Regions from separate parts of the Pan troglodytes genome. Here region 2 is linked to region 1. A link is a contact called in public HiChIP or PLAC-seq data. All regions are on one chromosome and are shown on one strand. The core of a region is the stretch at or near the end of the contact, and the rest is flanking DNA. Distances in the headings are between cores, read along the strand shown.

Region 1 (4,688 bases), core at 966-3,465:
CTTCTGAAAATAAAAGTTGCTTTTTATAGGGATCATTAACCAAGCAGAATAAAGTATACAAGTAGAAAGAAAAACTAGCTTGCAAATTCAAAATGCCACATTACTACCAATAGGTCATCAATAAAGACACAATTTAACTGAAGGAAACTGTCAAGATACAATTTAACTGAAGGAAAATTATGAGGTATACCATGCATCTTATAATAAGGTTTGAGTCAGCAAGCATAAATGTGGATGCAACCACTCATGGGCATTATAACAGTGACCTATACATGAAAACTCATTATTTTTACTCATTTGTCCAAAAGCACTCTGAACTTTCTACTAAATGGTGACATTGTTTTGCATCCTGACAGTTATTTCACTAGAAAATAATATTTACAGAAAGAATTTGAATTTAGAAAAAAAGCCACGAGTAACACTTTCAAATGTAAGAAAATATGCATAGTCTCTCTAAGTAACCCTCCCTAAAAGATACAAGAAAACTGTATGAAACAATAAAAAGGATCATCCTTTCAGTTTTAACTTCAAGTGGCAATAATTCAACGTTTTTAAAAAATTCAATAGTATTTAAGATACTGCTTTTAGGAAGCAGGAGATTGTAACGGCTAGAGTTACTACAGGTTAAGGGTAACATTGTGGCTGTAATGTAACATCATTCCTGGACCAAAGGTACATACCGAAGTAAGTTCAGAGGAAGCAACCCATATCACATCAACAAGCAGAAGAATAACAATCCCAAGAGCCATTCGCCTGCGCTGAGTGAAACCACTGTTCTGGGAATTCATTCGGTTCATGACAAATACACACACCATTTGCAGTCTGTTTTTTAGAAAATACAGATCACATTAGAGATGATTTTAGAAAAACAACCATTAAAAATGAGAACATTAGTATAACAGAAACATTTGACTTTTGTTAGCTAATGTTCAGTGTGAAAGTTACATAGAGGATAAACGTGGAATCTACCTTGTCTTAAGAGCCCTTCTGAGATCCTCAAGAGCAATGCCGGAAAACTTGGCAGATCTCAGTCTAAAAGGAGGTGAAGAACTCAGCACGCCTAAAAACAACCATGAAATTATGCTATGAAAACGTGAATAACGCAAGGTAAGATTCATCACATCGTTTTTTACTCTTCATCTTCAAACTCAAAGCAAATCAATGAAAAGGACCAAATTGTGTTAAACATACTTGCCACCTTTCTCAGTACTTTCATGGTATCCACTGCACGCTTCAGATTATACTTAGAGAGATACGCGATACGGTGCGGACAGGGAGGGGGAGTAATATACAACATACGGCACATTTAAGAAGAGTTAACTACTAGAAAATAGCTTCTCTGAGTTTCACAAATACGGAACTCCATTCACCTCTCCATCCAGAGGAATCCATCCCTGGGGACAGCGTCTAGACACTGTTTCTAAAAGTGTCTTTTCTGTCCCTGATCTGCTGGAGTGGAATTTGGTTATCGGAGAGTAAGTGATTTGCTGTGGGTCTTGAAGGCACCTTTCCAATCTCTTCAAGTGGTAAAAGAAAAGGATTCTCCATGCTCCTCCACCCACCTCTGTCAAAACATCCAGTCATTTAAAAAGAAACAGCTGGGAAAAGGAATCATCCTTCTGTTTTGGAGCGGGGAAGACAGTTAAGGCAGCGACGCCTCCCCGGGGAGCCGAGGCGAGGGCGCACGCACGGCTTCCTCAATTGCCAGCGGTGGGCGCAGGGCTCGGGCGCCCCTGTCAGCTCCCGCTCCCTCCGCCCCTAGAGACCTTCACGGTTTCGGTCAAGGCGCTCCTGCTGCCACCAAGGGCAGGAGGTGGTGCTGCTGGTGGGCACTCCGTCCCGGTTTGGGCTCCGGTGATGTCGGGGCCCTTCCCTGCCTGCCTACCTGGCCTTCCTGCCCCGCGATGGCGTCGTGGCGGCACCATGAGCGGACCGGTCAGGCCCCGCAGCCGCCCAGCGCCACGGCCGCGGCCTCGGACTCACAGAGCTGTCACCGCGCCTGACATCGCGCCGCACTGGAGGCCCAGCTCCTGAAGCCGCGGTGCCCCTCAGGGAGAGGCTCCTGACACCACCCAACTCCACTCGGCCCAGGAGGGCGTGGAGCGGGTGAGGGGAAGGGACGGCACAGTCAGCTATGGCCGCGGAGGCCCGGAGTTCTGCTCTGGCCCCGGCCCCGCCCCCGGCTTGCCCTCCGCGCAGCCCCGCCCCGAGTCCCCGGCCCGAAAGCGGTGGCGCGCGGGTGACGTCATAGAGGCGCGACGGCGGACTGCGCGTGGGCGCGTGTGCAGCGAGGCTTGGCGGAGCTGGGGGAAGTAATGCGAGGCGCTGGGCACCGAGCGAGGGCTCGCGGCGGCGAGGCGAAAGAAGAGAGAAGATAGGAAGAAGGGAAGTAGGGCGAGGTGGAGGAAGAAGAGGAACCGAGCGTGGGTGTCTGGGGCAGAGCAAAGGACGAGGGAGTGGCTAAACCTCCGCCCGCCTTAGAACGAAAGCTGGCCGTTCCGTTTCACAAACTGCGAACCTGAAACTTTGGATATCCCTTTCTCGATGACAGCCGAAACGCAAAGTGGCTTAGAGTACTTTTGATTCTTGAAACCTTTTGTATATAAACAAGATCTCAGCTCTAGGAGTTACAAGCTACATCCTAGGCCAAGCTACTTCAACTTCTCTGGTCCTCGGTTTCCTTGTCTACGATAATGATAGTACCTGCCACGTTCGTTTTTTGTGTGTATGCTAGGATTGCATGAGTTTACATATGTGAAGGACGTGGATCAATTCATGGCACATAATAAGAACCTCACAAACGTTAGCAATTTTTTGTTCGTTCGTTTGTTTTGAGACAGGGTCTTTCTCTGCCACCCAGGCTGCAGTGCAGTGGCACAATCACAGCTCACTGCAACCTCTGCTTCCCGGGCTCAAGCGATTCTCCAGCCTCAGCTTCCAGTATAGCCGGGACTACAGGCGCAAGCCACCAATGCCCGGCTAATTTTTATATTTTTTAGTAGAGACAGAGTTTCGCCATGTTGGCCAGGCTGGTCTCGTACTCCTAGTCTTAAGTGATCCGCCCGCCTCGACCTCCCGAAGTGCTGGAATTACAGGCATGAGCCACCACGCCCTGACAAATGTTGGCAGTTATTAAACTGTATAGATTTGTTCCTTAAATATTTTGACTATTCCATGAGAAAGGTTTGTCCAGCATCTTGATTTCTATCTAGAAAACAAAAACAAGACTAAAGGGTTCTGTAATTTAACATCTTGGTCAGATGGCGTGAAGAAATTAAATTTTCTTACTCCTGTAGTCACGATGTAGTGCACCTCTTACCTTTTAAGTCTCGTTTCACTGAAGTTGAATGCATATTCTAGCAACTAATACAACAATACCAATGAACATTTTTAATTGATCGAATCAGTTTCAAACTATCAGCATCAAACACCTCTAATAAATCATTCAGAAACCTATTGTGCAGAGTAAAAAAAAGAACTAACCAGGCCGGTCGCGGTGGCTCATGCCTGTAATCCCAGCACTTTGGGAGGCCGAAGCAGGCGGATCACGAGGTCAGGAGATCGAGACCATCCTGGCTAACACGGTGAAACCCCGTCTCTATTAAAAAAATGCAAAAAATTAGGCGGGGGTGGTGGCGGGCACCTGTAGTCCCAGCTACTCGGGAGGCTGAGGCAGGAGAATGGCGTGAACCCGGGAGGCGGAGCTTGCAGTGAGCCGAGATCGCGCCACTGCACTCCAGCCTGGGTGACAAAGCAAGACTCCGTCTCAAAATAAATAAATAAATAAATCCTTAACCAACTACTTGGTATTACTACTTAGGGGAAATTTGGTTGCAGACATTAATCACATTAGTCTGGCACCAGTTTGTTTTTTATTTCATTAGCATTCTTTAGGGTATCAGCCCATAATACGCCTAAGAATTCTTTATGCTACATATTTGATGTATAGTCTTAAAAAATAAGAGCATTATAAATCTCTCTCAGAATCTAAGAGTCAGGAAAGCTGGATACCAATGCTTAATCTGACTACAACTTGTTATGTAATCCTGAGGATTATTCCACTCTCTACTGTGCCTTAGTTTCTTCTATAAATATGGGTTTCTGAATTAAAATATTGTAAATGATAGTACTTTGTTAAGTTACCGTTATTACCACCTGTTTCCAGACCATCTGTCAAAGGACAAGCTGTGGATATTCTTGTAACGGATAAAGTAATTCCGGCAGACTGTCTTCAGCGAGTCTCAAAACACAGTTTAACTTCCATTAATGTCTTTTCCCTGTCCCTGGTTTCTTTAAGGGAAATTCCACTGGACTGCTGTAACATAGGCCCTAGTGTGCTTCTGTGCTTTGGCACCATCCTGAGCATCTCAGGCATTCCTTTTTTCGTCCTTATTTCTCTGTGTTACCCAAGGCTAAATCTTCAGCTGTATAATTTCAAAGATAAGTTCCACAACAGCAAGGATTTTGGTCTATTTTGTTCTTCACTATTATCCTCAGCATCTAGAATAGTGCTTACTATTCTCTAGCTGGCAGTCAATGTTTGTTCAATGAACTTGAACATCCTGCTGTCTCTTGATCTTTTCCTCATACTTAATTCCTTTCTGAAGTCTCCATTTCTGTCATTTAGTAGTGAGAAAAGAAAATTATTTTTATCTGAGGAATGTAGTTATTTTAAACTGTCAGGCCCA
Region 2 (4,688 bases), core at 1,124-3,623, 140 kb after region 1:
TTATCAAGCTGCTTTTAAGATAAACTTTAAAATGCTTAGAGCAGTCTACAAATTCTTGCACTGTTTCACTCTTCCTTATCTCTCAGGCTTCATCTCCCATTGCATCTTCTCTGTCTCTTTCATATGGATCTTCTTTCAATTTGTGGAAGAAGCCAAGCTTGTTCCTGCCTCAGGTCCTTGACACTTGCTGTTCACTCTCCTGGGAGACTCTTCCCCCCATCTCAGCTTTTAAACACCAGCTGGTCAGACTCCTTACCCGCCTTCCACCTTCCTCTCATTCTCCCACTCCTTGCCTTCATTTCTCAGAGTCCTCCGCTCTCTTCTTTCTATTGCTCTTAACACAATTTGTCTGTTTTCCGCTAATCTGTAAACTCTACAAGAGAACTTAACTATTTTGCATCCCACCGAATATTCGGAGTCAGCACAGACCCCGTCATAATAGAGTAGGTAAGCAATGCTTACCTGTCAAATGAATGAATGAAACACCCGATTCATCCCCCAAGCCAGCTTAATACCACATTAGATGATCTTATGGACTGAATAAGACATCCTTCCTTTTAAAGAATATTTTTATTTTAGCTTCACATCAGCAAACCCCGAACGGTTCATCCTAAGATAAGCCTGGTAGAGAGGAAAGATATTAACCTTCTAGGGTCCTAAAGTGGAACTAGGAACTTATTAGATATGCAAATTCTCAGGCATTATTTCAGATAGCCCAGTCAGAGAATTCTGGGGGTGTGGCCGAGCAATCTGTTTTAACAAACCTTTCAGGTAATTCTGATACACACTAAAGTTTGAAAGGTTTCCTTAAGGCTTTCCAGTTTTCTTTTCTTTTTTGGAGGGATGGGGGGGGGGGGTCTCCCCATGTGGCCCAGGCTGGTCTCGAACTCCTAGCCTCAAGCTATCCTATCCTCCCACCTCGGCCTTCCAAAGCATTGAAATTACAGGCATGACCCACTGCGGCCCGCCTCCGTTTTTAACTTAAAAAATTTTTCTTTGGGGGGGAGCCTTAATCCTTTCTATTATCCTGCTAGTAGAATCTTACTACTCCTGAGGGTAATCTTTGTCATAATCCAAAAGCCTTGAATAAAGGCCTATTTGTATAGTTATGCAGAATATATTCCTGGGAGGTTTGCCTTCCTTAGGAGCACAGGTCGGCCCTGGGAGGTGGGGGTTGGGGGGCAGGGCTACATTCTAAAGTCCTGTAACAACGCACAAGTACAACTGAATAAAACTCGGAACAAAGGCATCAGGGCCACGGTGCAAGTCTTTGTTCATCCGTTCCCCGACTGCTCACCCTGTCTGATACCGCTCTTTTCCACCCAGAAAAGCAGCCACTCAAGTTTTAAGAATGGATGTATGCCGCGGACGTTTTCGATTAGGCCGTTTTCTCCCAGGCACTGGAGGATATTCGTGGCTGCAGGAGGCGCTTCCACCCTTTCCTCAACCTAGCAAAGAAGTAACTGAAACTAACCCAAGGGTTACAACCGAAAAGCCCCTTCCAGCTTCAGAAGCAGAACTGGAAGCTCGGATAGACTTCTCCGCCTCTACACTCCTGGAAAACCCGCAGTGGATTTCACTAACTTCAGGATCGGAGCCCAGGCAGGCGAACGTACCTTATTGCGCATGCTCGCTAGCCCCTCCCGCTCGGAGCGGAAGGGGGAGCGCTGAGGGCCTGGGCCTGGCCTGGCCGGGGCGTCGGCACCGGCGGCCATCTTGGCTTCCCGGGGAAAGGCGGCGTGAGGGGAAGAAGTTGTAGGGTGGGGGCAGGAGTGAGGAGGAGGGAAGAGAGAGGGGGAGGAGGCCGCGGCGGGGCAGGGCGGGGACTGCCTGCCTGCCTGGGTTGCGGAAGTGATAGCCGCTGACCGAGCCTGCTGCTTTCTTGCTACTGCTTCGGCTTCCCGGCTACCCCCCGGACGGTGAAGGCGGCCCAGCTGTGGATGGTCAGATAGCCCTTGTCTCCCGCCGCCAATCTCTGGCCCCTAGCAGCACGGAGCACACGGCGGCAGCAGCAGCAGCAGGCGAGGAGGAAGATGGCGGGACGGCTGCCGGCCTGTGTGGTGGACTGTGGCACGGGGTAAGGGGGCTTACGGGCGGGGGTGGGGAAACTGAGGCGGAGGAAGGAAAATGGCGGGGGAGGGAGGAGGCCGGGAAATGAATGGTGCGGCGAGGTGCCGCCGCCGGCTGTCAGTCCTAGACCCGCCGGCCAGCGAGGGGTGGGGCCCGGAGCCAGGGCCTCGCGGGTCCCCTCGTTTCTCCCTCCTAGGACTGGGGCGGGGGCGCGGGCCCGAGATTCAACCCCCAACCCTCCCAGCGGCTTTCTCCGCGCGACCCCTCCCGGCCCTTCCCCCACTACGGTGGGCAGTGCCGCCCAAAGAGCGCTGGGGACGGTCGTCTTGGGGGTGGTCCCCGGGCCCGACCCATCCGGCTTTCCTTTCCCTCCGCGCCCGTTTTTGCCAGTCGGTTTGGGGACCCAGGGGCCGAGCTCGGGGACTGGCCTGGCAGGGGAGCTAGAAAAGAGAAGCGCGCCTGGTAGGTTTTGCAAGATCGCTGTGACAACATTCTGCCCAGGGTGTGGGTGGGGAAAGGGAAGAATCGGACTCTGCAAATGGGAACCTACAGTGGGGCTTTCATTTGACCACCCACCTTCTCCTTTCGACTCCTGGTCATTTCCATCTCCCTCTGCGTTTTAACCGGTGAACCAAGTCACATTTTAATTCGAGGGAGAAACATGTCATGTGTTACTTCTGGAGCCTGAAAAAAGTCCCCCAGTGAGCAAGCGCGCTGCAACTTCCTTAGTTTTGTCAAAGCCGCTTCCTGCTTTCAGTCTTTTATACCCTTATAAGGTAGTTTTTAGTTTCCAACCTGAGCACATCTTACTAGAACTTTTAAAATTAAGCAGGTTTTAAAGAGACTGAATTACCGGTGCTTGGTGTCCATTTATATGACTTAAAAAAATGTACTTATGTTTCATGGAGTGGGGGAAAGGAAGCACCCTGGAAAATAAACTAATTTAAGTTGTATTCGTTCATTCTGTGATGGTATCTTGAAGGAAGCAGGAAGGTATAGAGGTATATAGGAATGTGTTTAAGTTGCAAATAGTTACTCGTAGATACGTAGGGTAGTTTGCGAAAACGTAGAATGGCTTTAAAGTGTGGTCGTTCATTTTGTATTAATAGACATTTTAGAGAGTTGTACCACACTCATAACTGCATAGAGAATAGACTACCCTTATTTTTATGTAGAATCACTGCTTCACGATGACATATAGGAAAGTGTTTTTTTTTTTCTGTGCTGATTACATCTCTCCAATTCCCAGAACACTCCCAGTTTTTTTTTTTTTTTTTTGAGGGGGAAGTCAGTGAGGGGTGGACTGTCAGGCTTTTTTTTTTATTATTAATTATAATTATTGATTTCATTATTGTTACTTAAAAGATTGTGTGTCCTTCACTCTTTATGTGAAATTTCTTTAATCTTCATTCTCATAACTAGCTAGTGTGGCAGTTTCTAAAATCCCAGTTAGGTAGAGAGAAACCACCAACTTCTTAATATTCTCCTAGGAAAACACTAGCCTTGGAACTTCTATGTATTTTTTTGATGAACACTTTATTTAAAAGTTTTTCCTTAATTCAGTCTCATTTCTCTGAACCAATAATTTTTTTTATTTCTCCCTTCTTAGTCTAATTGGTGAGTATTTTTATGTCTAGGTTCAGTTTTAAAATTAGATTTGGCCTGAGTCAGTAGGATAGGACTTTTCAAATGTGTTTTGTTAAAGTGACGAATATTGCTACATAATTAATGCTTTAGAAATTACTGAGTTTTCAAAAAAAAAATAGTGTAAATAATTGTGGCCCTGAGAAATAATATGGTAACATCTCAAGTAGTATGTTACTTTTCTAATCTCCATTTTCCCCCTTTTGAAATAGTTTCGAATTAGTATACAAGATGTCTCATTGAGGTAAACTGTCCTTAAGTGACCTCCTTTCCTAAAGGGCAACCTTGAATTTAAAACATGCTGAATGACCAGTAGGATCGGGAAGAGGGGTTCAATTTCACCTAGGCTATTTCTGTTTTAAAATTACGATTATCACAATAGTATATTTTTAAGTTATTACATTGGTTTCTCCAATAAGGAGAGGTTATTAACTGCACGTTGATGATTTGAATGGAACTGATTAGGAGTCCCCTTGCCACCTCACTCTCTTTTACCATTTGTCACAATCTGAAATTCCCCCTTTAGAGTTTCAGTTATTTTGGTTCTCAAAAGGCTTTTTGGTCTTACAAGTTTCCAGTGGTGCCTCCTGGGAAGTTACACCTTCAGCTTTATTTGCACATGGAGGATAAGTCCTTGAGGTTGAGGACCCTGAGATAAACATCTCTAAGTATGGCCTTAACAGGGAGCTTTTACATTTCAAAATTCTGTGGTCCCCGAATGCAAATTGTGCACCTCTAATTTGTCTAATTTTTTTTATGCTTTAGAGAATGCATTCAGCTCTTAGGTCTCTAAATTACAATTACTCACTTAGTTTAAGTAAAAAGTTATAACCTGAATCAGGTTGCTCGTTTCATTCATTATATAAATTAGGGGAAAGGTGGCTGAAAAAAAAGTGGCCATCTGTAAAACTTGATCGTCTTAGATAGGAAAGCTGTTAAGAGTTAGGAAACTTGAAACTTAATCCCAAAACTTT

The links. HiChIP or PLAC-seq counts read pairs in DNA pulled down with a chosen protein or histone mark.
Region 2: a contact with region 1 is called in an H3K4me3 HiChIP or PLAC-seq map of stem cell-derived excitatory neurons, with 5 times the contacts expected there. The contact joins the promoter of ACTR3 here to the promoter of SLC35F5 in region 1. A contact is called at or near these places in 1 of 7 Hi-C or Micro-C datasets (stem cell-derived neural progenitor cells) and 1 of 1 datasets of contacts at active chromatin or transcription factors (stem cell-derived excitatory neurons).

Annotation. Positions count from the first base shown.
Region 1 is chr13:14,413,831-14,418,518 of NHGRI_mPanTro3-v2.0_pri, forward strand. It overlaps SLC35F5 (solute carrier family 35 member F5), which reads right to left and starts at 2,216. Exons shown (of 17, transcript XR_008546550.2): 1 at 1,371-2,216; 2 at 970-1,060; 3 at 681-822.
Region 2 is chr13:14,555,515-14,560,202 of NHGRI_mPanTro3-v2.0_pri, forward strand. ACTR3 (actin related protein 3) reads left to right here and starts at 2,374. Exons shown (of 12, transcript NM_001328277.1): 1 at 2,374-2,532. LOC107973745 (a long non-coding RNA gene) reads right to left here and starts at 2,746. Exons shown (of 3, transcript XR_678332.4): 1 at 2,647-2,746.